Linked DNA regions of Hordeum vulgare: region 2 is linked to region 1. Evidence: chromatin contacts called from public Hi-C data. All regions are on one chromosome and are shown on one strand. The core of a region is the stretch at or near the end of the contact, and the rest is flanking DNA. Distances in the headings are between cores, read along the strand shown. Region 1 holds the start of LOC123452560 (polyubiquitin-like). Region 2 holds the start of LOC123398699 (probable galacturonosyltransferase 13).

Evidence for each region. Hi-C and Micro-C count contacts between places; a contact is called where the count stands out from the background.
Region 2: a contact with region 1 is called in a Hi-C map of seedling, with 4 times the contacts expected there. The contact joins the promoter of LOC123398699 here to the promoter of LOC123452560 in region 1. A contact is called at or near these places in 3 of 6 Hi-C or Micro-C datasets (leaf and seedling) and 1 of 1 datasets of contacts at active chromatin or transcription factors (embryo).

The regions. Positions count from the first base shown.
Region 1 is chr5H:77,229,362-77,233,998 of MorexV3_pseudomolecules_assembly, forward strand. LOC123452560 (polyubiquitin-like) reads right to left here and starts at 1,897. Exons shown (of 2, transcript XM_045129227.1): 1 at 1,770-1,897; 2 at 1-921. The coding sequence starts at 921. The coding sequence ends at 4.
Region 2 is chr5H:77,546,686-77,551,322 of MorexV3_pseudomolecules_assembly, forward strand. It overlaps LOC123398699 (probable galacturonosyltransferase 13), which reads left to right and starts at 2,488. Exons shown (of 6, transcript XM_045093149.1): 1 at 2,488-3,216; 2 at 4,335-4,393; 3 at 4,478-4,633. The coding sequence starts at 3,006.

The sequences.
Region 1 (4,637 bases), core at 647-3,146:
CACTTACAGGCCACCACGGAGGCGGAGCACCAAGTGGAGGGTCGACTCCTTCTGGATGTTGTAGTCCGCCAGAGTGCGGCCATCCTCAAGCTGCTTACCAGCAAAGATGAGGCGCTGCTGGTCCGGTGGGATGCCCTCCTTGTCCTGGATCTTTGCCTTCACATTGTCGATGGTGTCAGATGACTCAACCTCCAGGGTGATGGTCTTGCCAGTGAGGGTCTTAACGAAGATCTGCATACCACCCCTGAGGCGGAGCACCAGGTGCAGGGTGGACTCCTTCTGGATGTTGTAGTCAGCAAGGGTTCGGCCATCCTCAAGCTGCTTGCCGGCAAAGATGAGGCGCTGCTGGTCCGGGGGGATGCCCTCCTTGTCCTGGATCTTCGCCTTGACGTTGTCGATGGTGTCCGAAGACTCAACCTCCAGGGTGATGGTCTTGCCGGTGAGGGTCTTCACGAAGATCTGCATACCACCCCTGAGGCGGAGCACCAGGTGGAGGGTGGACTCCTTCTGGATGTTGTAGTCAGCAAGGGTGCGGCCGTCCTCAAGCTGCTTGCCAGCAAAGATGAGGCGCTGCTGGTCCGGGGGGATGCCCTCCTTGTCCTGGATCTTTGCCTTGACGTTGTCGATCGTGTCAGAGGACTCAACCTCCAGGGTGATGGTCTTGCCAGTGAGGGTCTTCACAAAGATCTGCATACCACCCCTGAGGCGGAGCACCAGGTGGAGGGTGGACTCCTTCTGGATGTTGTAGTCAGCGAGGGTTCGGCCGTCCTCAAGCTGCTTCCCAGCAAAGATGAGGCGCTGCTGGTCCGGGGGGATGCCCTCCTTGTCCTGGATCTTCGCCTTGACGTTGTCGATCGTGTCAGAGGACTCAACCTCAAGGGTGATGGTCTTGCCGGTGAGGGTCTTCACAAAGATCTGCATCTGCAAACATAAAGTGGACCAAACCCATAATTAGGCACCCAGTAAACCGAAATCTGCAGGACATAAAAGCATACATGAACCAGAAGCGTAAGATCAAAGAGAGATGAAAATCGATATTCAAGTTTGACTACATGCGAACAGATTCAAGATCAAGTTTGACTTACAAGCTAACAGATACTAGTGAATACTGAATATAGATGATTTTCTGACCAGAACAGATGCACAAGTACATGCTAACAGATCCTAGTAATATTATAAGCAACAATTTGACCCAGAGCAGAACCGATGCACAGGAAAGATCGGCAACTACTAGGCCCAACAACTAAGATACGTAGGGAATTTCAGGTGCATCCTTCACAGATCAAGCATAGGTGCAATATAAAAGGCTCGTAAGCGCCACAAAGTCTGAACGACTTAGCAGAAACCGAGCGAAATCAATCAACTACACACCTAGATGAACAGAATCAACATCAGTTGCATCTCAAATCGGCAGATCTACCCAATAATCCACGCATAGTCGTGAGGGATTTCACGACAACTGACGCCGTAGCCCGTAGCCCAATCAACAGCAATCTACCAAGAAATATATCGTCTCGAACTAGTACTACTAACATGTAACGAGCGGAACCAACTAGACAGCTAGATAGACGAACAGAATCAAAGATCAATCACATCCCGAATCGGCAGATCTACCCGATAATAATCCTAGAACAATCGGAAGGGATTTCGCGACAACCGACTACTACGGCTCGGCATCAACAGCAATCGATCAACAATAACATGCTCGTCTCGAAAGAATAATCTATCGAGATAGCAATAAGGAGAAGCGGGGTCTGAAATTCGCGTACCTCGGAGGTGGAGGAGAAAGCCTTGGCTTCGATTCGATCGGAAACTTTCCGGGGATCGCTTGGCAGGAGGGGAGGATTTGGATGAGCGGAGAGGAGACGGGAGGGGTGGGGATTTAAAGGGGGAAGAGTCCCGTGAGGCTACGGCAGGTGGCGATGCGAAGAGAAAGGTTGCGGTATCTACCACGCAATTTCGGGCAAAGGAGAGGAGGAGAGCGACCCGACGCGGAGGAGATACCGAGGTGCCGTTTTGCGTTTGGCTAGCTAGTTGGTGGCCCAGCTGAAAAAAAGGCTGGTGACCGGCTCACGTCGCCAGCGCCGTGCGTGCACGTCGGCAGTCCGTGAATCAATCTTTTCTCTTCCGAAAAAAAAATCTTTTTTTAAATAATCATTTATCTAAAGGGGAAATTTTGTTCTTGTCACTCTAGATTTTGCCAATTTTCCTTATGCCATTCTAGATTTTGACATTTCACTTTTGTCACTCCTATCTTTTAACAATTATCACAATTGTCATTTGGTGGCAAAAAGCAAAATAATTTTATTTTACTTTTGCCACTCTTAGCTTTTGACAAACAATTGCCATTCTAAATGTTTTGTTTTTGCCACGAAATGACAATTCTGATAATTGTCAAAAACTAAGAGCGGCAAAAACGAAACGTCAAAATCTAAAGTGGCATAAGGAAAATTGCTAAAATCTAGAGTGACAAAAAAATTCCCTTACCTAAAACGACTGATCCCGGGCTCTCGCAAACCTCCTCGCGAGTCAGCCGATCGGAATAGATGTGGGTCTCTCGTCTATTGTGCGCGCCACGGCAACTCACTGTTGCTGCAAACGGGCGCAGGTCCTTCCGTTTCAACGTCCATTCCACGACCCGATGTTGGTCCTTGCAGCATTTCACTTCTCCTTTGAGATTCCAATCAACCATCCGATGTCATGGTCATCGCGGGGTCCGTAACGGCAAAGTTGACGCAAGGATGGTATGCGATGGCCAAAAGCCTCGTTTAAGACATAAATGGAACTCTAGGCAAGCGAGAAAGAAAGTATCTACTCGCGCGAGAAATCATGTCATACTGCACCGACATGTCAAATGGGTAATATTTCAATGGCACTAACTGGTAGCCAACTTATTTATATGTCCAAAATTAATATGGATATAGATATAATATTACAATGCACCCCGGTAGTTAAAGTTGTATTACCGCCTTGGCAACGCCTAGGGCGCTTAAGCGCCACCTAGGCACGAGGCGACAGTCAATCGTCTCGTTTACACCTGCCGCCTTTTCCAACTTTATACAAAATGTTCATCATCTGCAAAAAAACGTGTGGCGGGGACACGTGCAAGGGCACGTCGGAGCCGCTTCGTGGGGGAGGAGGGAATCGTCGGGATCTGTTGCAGGGGGAGCGGAGGAGTTTGACTATCTCCTTAAAGGGTTGCCTTGGGGATCGAGTGTATCAGATGGTCTCATCGCCTTAATTCAGGGGCAGGGGAGGGGGGCTCGTCGGAGCTGCTTTGTTAGGGGAGCGAAGGTGTTTTTTATGGAACTGGTCTCATAAGGGCTTGCTACAAAGATAGATGGTGCACGTGGGAGGGGGTGATTTTTGCTTACTTCGAGGGCGATTTCTTTCACCCAAGTGTAATAAGCTTCTCAGACTTCACTTCCATGTATTACCTTGGAGAACTCAAACGGATGCAACTAATGCAATGACAAGAACACATGAAGTGGTTAAGTCCCTCACTCCCGAATTCCACCACAACAAAAAAAGATATGAAGGAATATGAGAGGAAGAAGAAGGAGCTCACAAAGAACTCCAAGATCTAGATCCAAGGGGTTCCCCTCACATAGAGGAGAAAGTGATTGGTGGAAACATAGATCTAGATCTTTTCTCTCTTTTTCCTCAAGAACTAGCAAGAACCAATGGAGGGATTGAGAGTTAGAAAGCTCGAAGAAGGTCAACAATTGGGGGCAAATACAGATCAAAGGATCAGATCCGTTAGGCAATAGGACCCCCTTTTGTAGGAGGGGAAAATACAATTGTTACCCAGTGAGCCTGCACATAAGCGGGACTACCGCTCCGGAGAGCGGTACTACCGCTCGGGAAGCAGTGCTCCACAGAACAACGCAATGGCATGAAGCCATGAGGTAATAGTGTCGTTGGAGCGATACTACCGCTCGCCCTAGCGGTACTACCGTTGGGGTTGCAGCTTAGGAGCACACAAAGGCAGGGAAGGAACTAGGACGGAGGAAGTATCGCTACAGTGGTACTACCACTCGCAAGCGGTAGTGCCACGCCCCACTGTTGCCCTACCTCCGCTGAAATTGCGAAAGGTCCAGATGGGTAGGCGGTAGTTGAGCGGTAGTGGCGGGCGGTACTACCTCTTATAGGCGGTATTAACGTGCCACGCTACCGTCCCCACTACCGCGTAGTTCGACACGAAACGTAGAGACCCCCAGAGCCAGCGGTAGTACACGCGGTACTACTTTGTAAGAGCATAATCCTCCCTAAGTAGTTTTGTTGGTTGATGACAATACCTTTGCAGACTAATCGTGTGCTTTGAGCTTTCAGAGGTTATCAGGTGGCACGAGACAGTTATTCTACCCCTCATATGTTAAACGAGAAGACGGAGTACTTCGTATGATTTAATGTTGGTGGACTTGAGTCATAGGATAATCCGTACTATCAAGAGGGGGTCGGCAATTGGAATTGTTGGGAGAATCTCTCACGTACACATTCTTCTCCCTCTTTCCTTCCCGACACTTTGGAGTTGTTTTCTATCCTTAGGATCGTATGCACCTTCATAAGCGGTAGTACCGCTACCATGGGCGATAGTACCACTACCATGGGTGGTAGTACCGCTCAAGCGGTAGTGC
Region 2 (4,637 bases), core at 1,238-3,737, 320 kb after region 1:
ATACCTATATGAGTCAGATTGTTAAACGTCGCTATCTATGAGAGTAGGGTGCTCTCTAGTATACTCATGAAAGGTCTCGGAGTATGACGCATAAGCTCCATCCGCGGGGAAGTCCCACGGTAGCCTAGTATCGGTCAAGGATCTGTATGAAGCTAGATTCGCAGAAAACTTGCAGTTCAAGGCCTAGTCCACTGTTCAAGTTGCTTACTAGTGTAGCATAGAGTTCTAGGTGGAAGTTCAACTTAATAGTCTCCACTGCAGTATCGGTATATAAAACAGTGTTTAGAACCAAAGGCAAATTTTGTGTGCCTCTGGGATCTGGTGGGGATTGCTGGAATTTTATCTACTTATGGGCCAGCCCAATATGTCATTTCAGAAAATTCCTAATAAATCCTAGAGGCCCACGCAACCCATTTGTGCAAGGCAAGAGATGGAAATGTTTAGTCCCACATTGCTAGTTTAGTGGGAGTTGGACCTCCTTATAAGGGAGGATGTTTTCACACATGTATGAGCTTGAGAACGAGAGAGAGATACACGCGCGCTCCTCCTCCTCCGCCGTCCGCCTCGTCGCGACGCGGGTTGCGGGAATGAGCCGAGCCGAACTAAATTGTTGCCACGCACGACTGGTATACAAAAGATCACTCGGAGAAGCTGAACATATTTTGCTGTAGTGGATATTGAAAGCGAACGCCGCTGTTCGTTCGTTTCGTATCCCTCGCTCTCTTCGACTCCCGTCGCTGGTCTCTCGCCTCCTTCTCATGTGCCTATAAAAGAGAGGCCGCTCCTCTCCAGAGAAACGCATCAGAACTTCCCTCCCGCCACCAGTTCCTTTCTCTGTGCTGCTGCTACGTTCTTCCCCATCCCGTCTTGCGGCGTGCACCGTAGGTCGGGACAGTAGGCCTCCGAAACTACGTCTCTTCGAGTCCTGTACGGGAGAAGGGCGATAAGGTTTTTGGGGAGCGCTCAACGCGACTACTGGCTTCCATCACGGACACCGACGATCTCTTTCCGAACGACGACTACTTCCCCGACGTCGACCACCTCTTCGGTAACATGGCCAACGACAACGCCAACACCAACCCTACTGCTGCTGCAACAGAGTACGTTCTCATGTTCTTTTTCGTTGAGTTCTTACCACAACTTTTTGCTATAGTTTCTCTTCTAGATATGTTCCGTTTCTGCTCATCACTCCATATGATGACTTGTGTATATAGTACGGCTCTACATATGTTCGCTTCTAGATCATATGTGCACATGTCTTTCGTTGTCTCATCTTTATATTCCATGTCTTGTTTCATCTATTTTATGATAGTCATGGTTTCCCTAATTTTTCTTTTAATAAAATCCTATGGTAAATTGCTCATATTTCCAACAAGCACAACAACTTTTTGACTGTCTACTATAACAAATTTTGCTGCACTCCAGAGGGAGGGGCAATGACGACGACGCACATTCGGCTCGCTAGATAGGCGGTTTACATACCTCGATGTAATCTCTATTCTTTGTACTTCAGTGATAGTTGATGAATAGAATGAAAGTTTGCCCACAAAAGATTGCTAGCTAGGCAGTCTATAGACCTAAATGTAATCTCTATGCTTTGTATTGCTATGATATTTGATGTATAGGTTGAAAGTTTCCCCATAAAAGATAGTTTGTTAACAATATTTGTCATGATTTATATGCTTATTTATGACAAAAATGCTCATATATTCAGTATTGGATTACAATACGACGTAACGGCCAGAGCGTGTGAAATATGCTGCTCCTCACACATTGGTCGCGTTTACGTCTTGACATCCTCATGAGCAAACCTCACAGGGCCGCAAGGGCTATCCGATGACTGCAAGGCCGTCCCGTGGCCAGGCTACGAAAAAGATGCGTTCTATATGATTATCGTTCAACATTTTGTGTCTCATACATGGAAGACATACGATGATAATGATATACAACCTTTTTTGATAGGAACAACTACAAACTACAAATAACTTGAGAACACCTGCACATTGTTGTGTGTATCATTTGACAAAAAGTGTAGTTGATAACATGAGAACCAAAATTTAAAATACATATGACTTATTATATTTTATTATGTGTAGTTGTAATAATATTTGGTGAATATAAGTAGCATAATTGAACGAAAAACATTTTTCCATGCATGATTGAATGTTGTGGTGTGTCTTTTCACATGCATGATTGTATGTTGAGGTGTGCCTCATCTAATTCGTAATTATATGATGAGGTAACATGATTGCATGTTGAAAAAAACAAGTTAGTAAGGTTACTCTAGATATTATATGATAACAAATAATATAAAGCTTCATGAAGCACTTTCGAGTCAAGAAAGAAAAAAGAAAGGAAAGGCACATTCCATAATAACCACTCCATTAATAAATTTAATAAATCAAGGCTAACAATAATACAGTGTGGGCCAGGCTATCGTGTAGAGGAGTAGTTAGCCAACAACAAAGAAGAAGAGAACAATCAGCTAACTCGTCGTGCATTCGGGTTTGAGTTCGAGCCAACCAAACCACGACCCGATCTGACTCCCCCATTCTCCCCTCTCCTGTTCATCCATCGGGTCAAATCAAATCCCCTCCCTCCCCCTCCCCTAATCCCCCAATCTCGAGCTCACCCACCAACAAGCTCAGATCATCATCAAACCCTTCCCGCACTCCATCTCCACTCCTCGCGGCGGCGGGCGAGCGCGCGCGCGCAGAGCAATCGGAGCCCCGATTCGACCTCTGGGGTGACCAGGAAACAGGGGGAATCAAGAAACCCTCCCCCCTTGCGAGGACCGGGGATCGATCGCTTGGTGGATTGCTCTTGCCTCCCAGGGCACGCCAATGCCGGATCCGGCCGGTCCGCCGGCCGCGTCCTCCTCCTGCCCCGGGCTGCCGTCATGGCGTCTTTGAATCTCGCGGCCTGCCGCGGCCCACGCCGATGCCCGCTGGGTTCTCTGCCGAGGACGGAGCAGGAGCCGCAGCCGGCGGCGACGAGGAGCGACGATGCAGATCCGGCTCTCGCCGAGCATGAGGAGCATCACCATCTCCAGTAGCAATGGGCTGCTAGACTTGATGAAGCTCAAGACCGCCGCGCGCCACTTCTCGTACCGGACCGTCTTCCACACCGTCCTCATCCTCGCCTTTCTCCTTCCCTTCGTCTTTATTCTCACCGCCGTCATGACCCTTGAGGGCTTCAACAAGTGCTCCTCCCTAGGTATGCACCCCTGGCTCCCGCTCCGCTTGTGCTGTTACTTCCATTCTTGGGATGATGCAGTGGCTTGAGGTCGTATCTGCTTTAGAGTTTAGACAACATAAATGGCTGACAAATGATGGGCAATGTGCCTGTGGGATGCGACTTTTATTTCAATTTGGGTGGTGAAATAACTTGGATGGGTTTGACCTAAATCTATCGGACATTGTTATGTGCATCTGCATTGGTCGTTAATAACACGACTTTCCGTTACTACAGTTTAGGGTCCGTTTATGTTGTTGCATATGTGTTTAGTAGGCTGATTAACCGTTTACTTAGTTTCATTGAGCTGCAGAAACACCTGTATAGAAGATAGGTAGGCATGAGGATGCTTAATAAGAAGCTCAAAGTGCTTCTTTCTTCACTTTGATAATGTCTTATTGTTCAGTGAGAAATTAGTTGCATTCAAATATTTTGAGTTTTTGACAGTACCCCCCCCCCCCCCCCCCCCCCCGCCACTTGTGCCAAGAGGTCCTGGGTTCGCCGCAGCCTCTAGGCTTGCCTCATATAATCCTTCCCCAGATCCCACCTGGTGTGGTAGCTTCAAGAACTGGGTCTGTCCTTAAGCCATGAATGATAGCTATATGCAACGACCCTCGTTTTCTATGTTACAGGAATCATTGATATCTTGCGCTGATGTTTAGATTTGGGAACCGCTACAGAGAACCTTTGTTAGCTAAGTAGAACTCTGAAATCCTGTTTTTCTGAAACCTTAGTTCTTTGTATCCCAGAGGAATGCTACCATCGTTTCTGAAAAATCAGGAGTTCGCTCTAAATGTTATGTCCAGAGAAAATGGACCCGTTATGTCTATGGGCCTATTATCTTAGGCATCCCAATGGCTTTGTATGTCCCATTTTAAGCTTTTCTTCTGTTCTATTGTTTAATTTACTTGAATAGGATACCTATGTTATTTACTATCATACCTCGACTACGATTATTTTATTTTACGTACTTCCACCCTCATTATTTAGCCGTCTTCTCAAACATGATTTTTCTTCAATGCTTAACTTATTCACGATTGTATAATTTGTCCAGTCAATCACTTGCTACAAATTCGTCACTGATTGTTATCATTTACCAGATTGTCTGGGCAGACGGTTAGGTCCACGTCTTCTCGGTAGGGGTGAAGATGGCTCCATGGTATTAACATCTGCTTTGCACTTTCCTTTAATCCTTTTGATGTTTTATTTAGTTTTTAATCGATCGCTGCACTCGAATGTGCAGAGGCTTGTAAGGGATCTGTATAGGATGCTTGATGAAATAAACTCGGAGGATGTTCCTGTTGATCTAAAAGTGGCAGAATCTTTTGATGATTTCATCTGGGATACAAAGAATAATGATTATGATTTGAAGTCATTTGCTTTGAGGCTGAAGGCCACGGTAA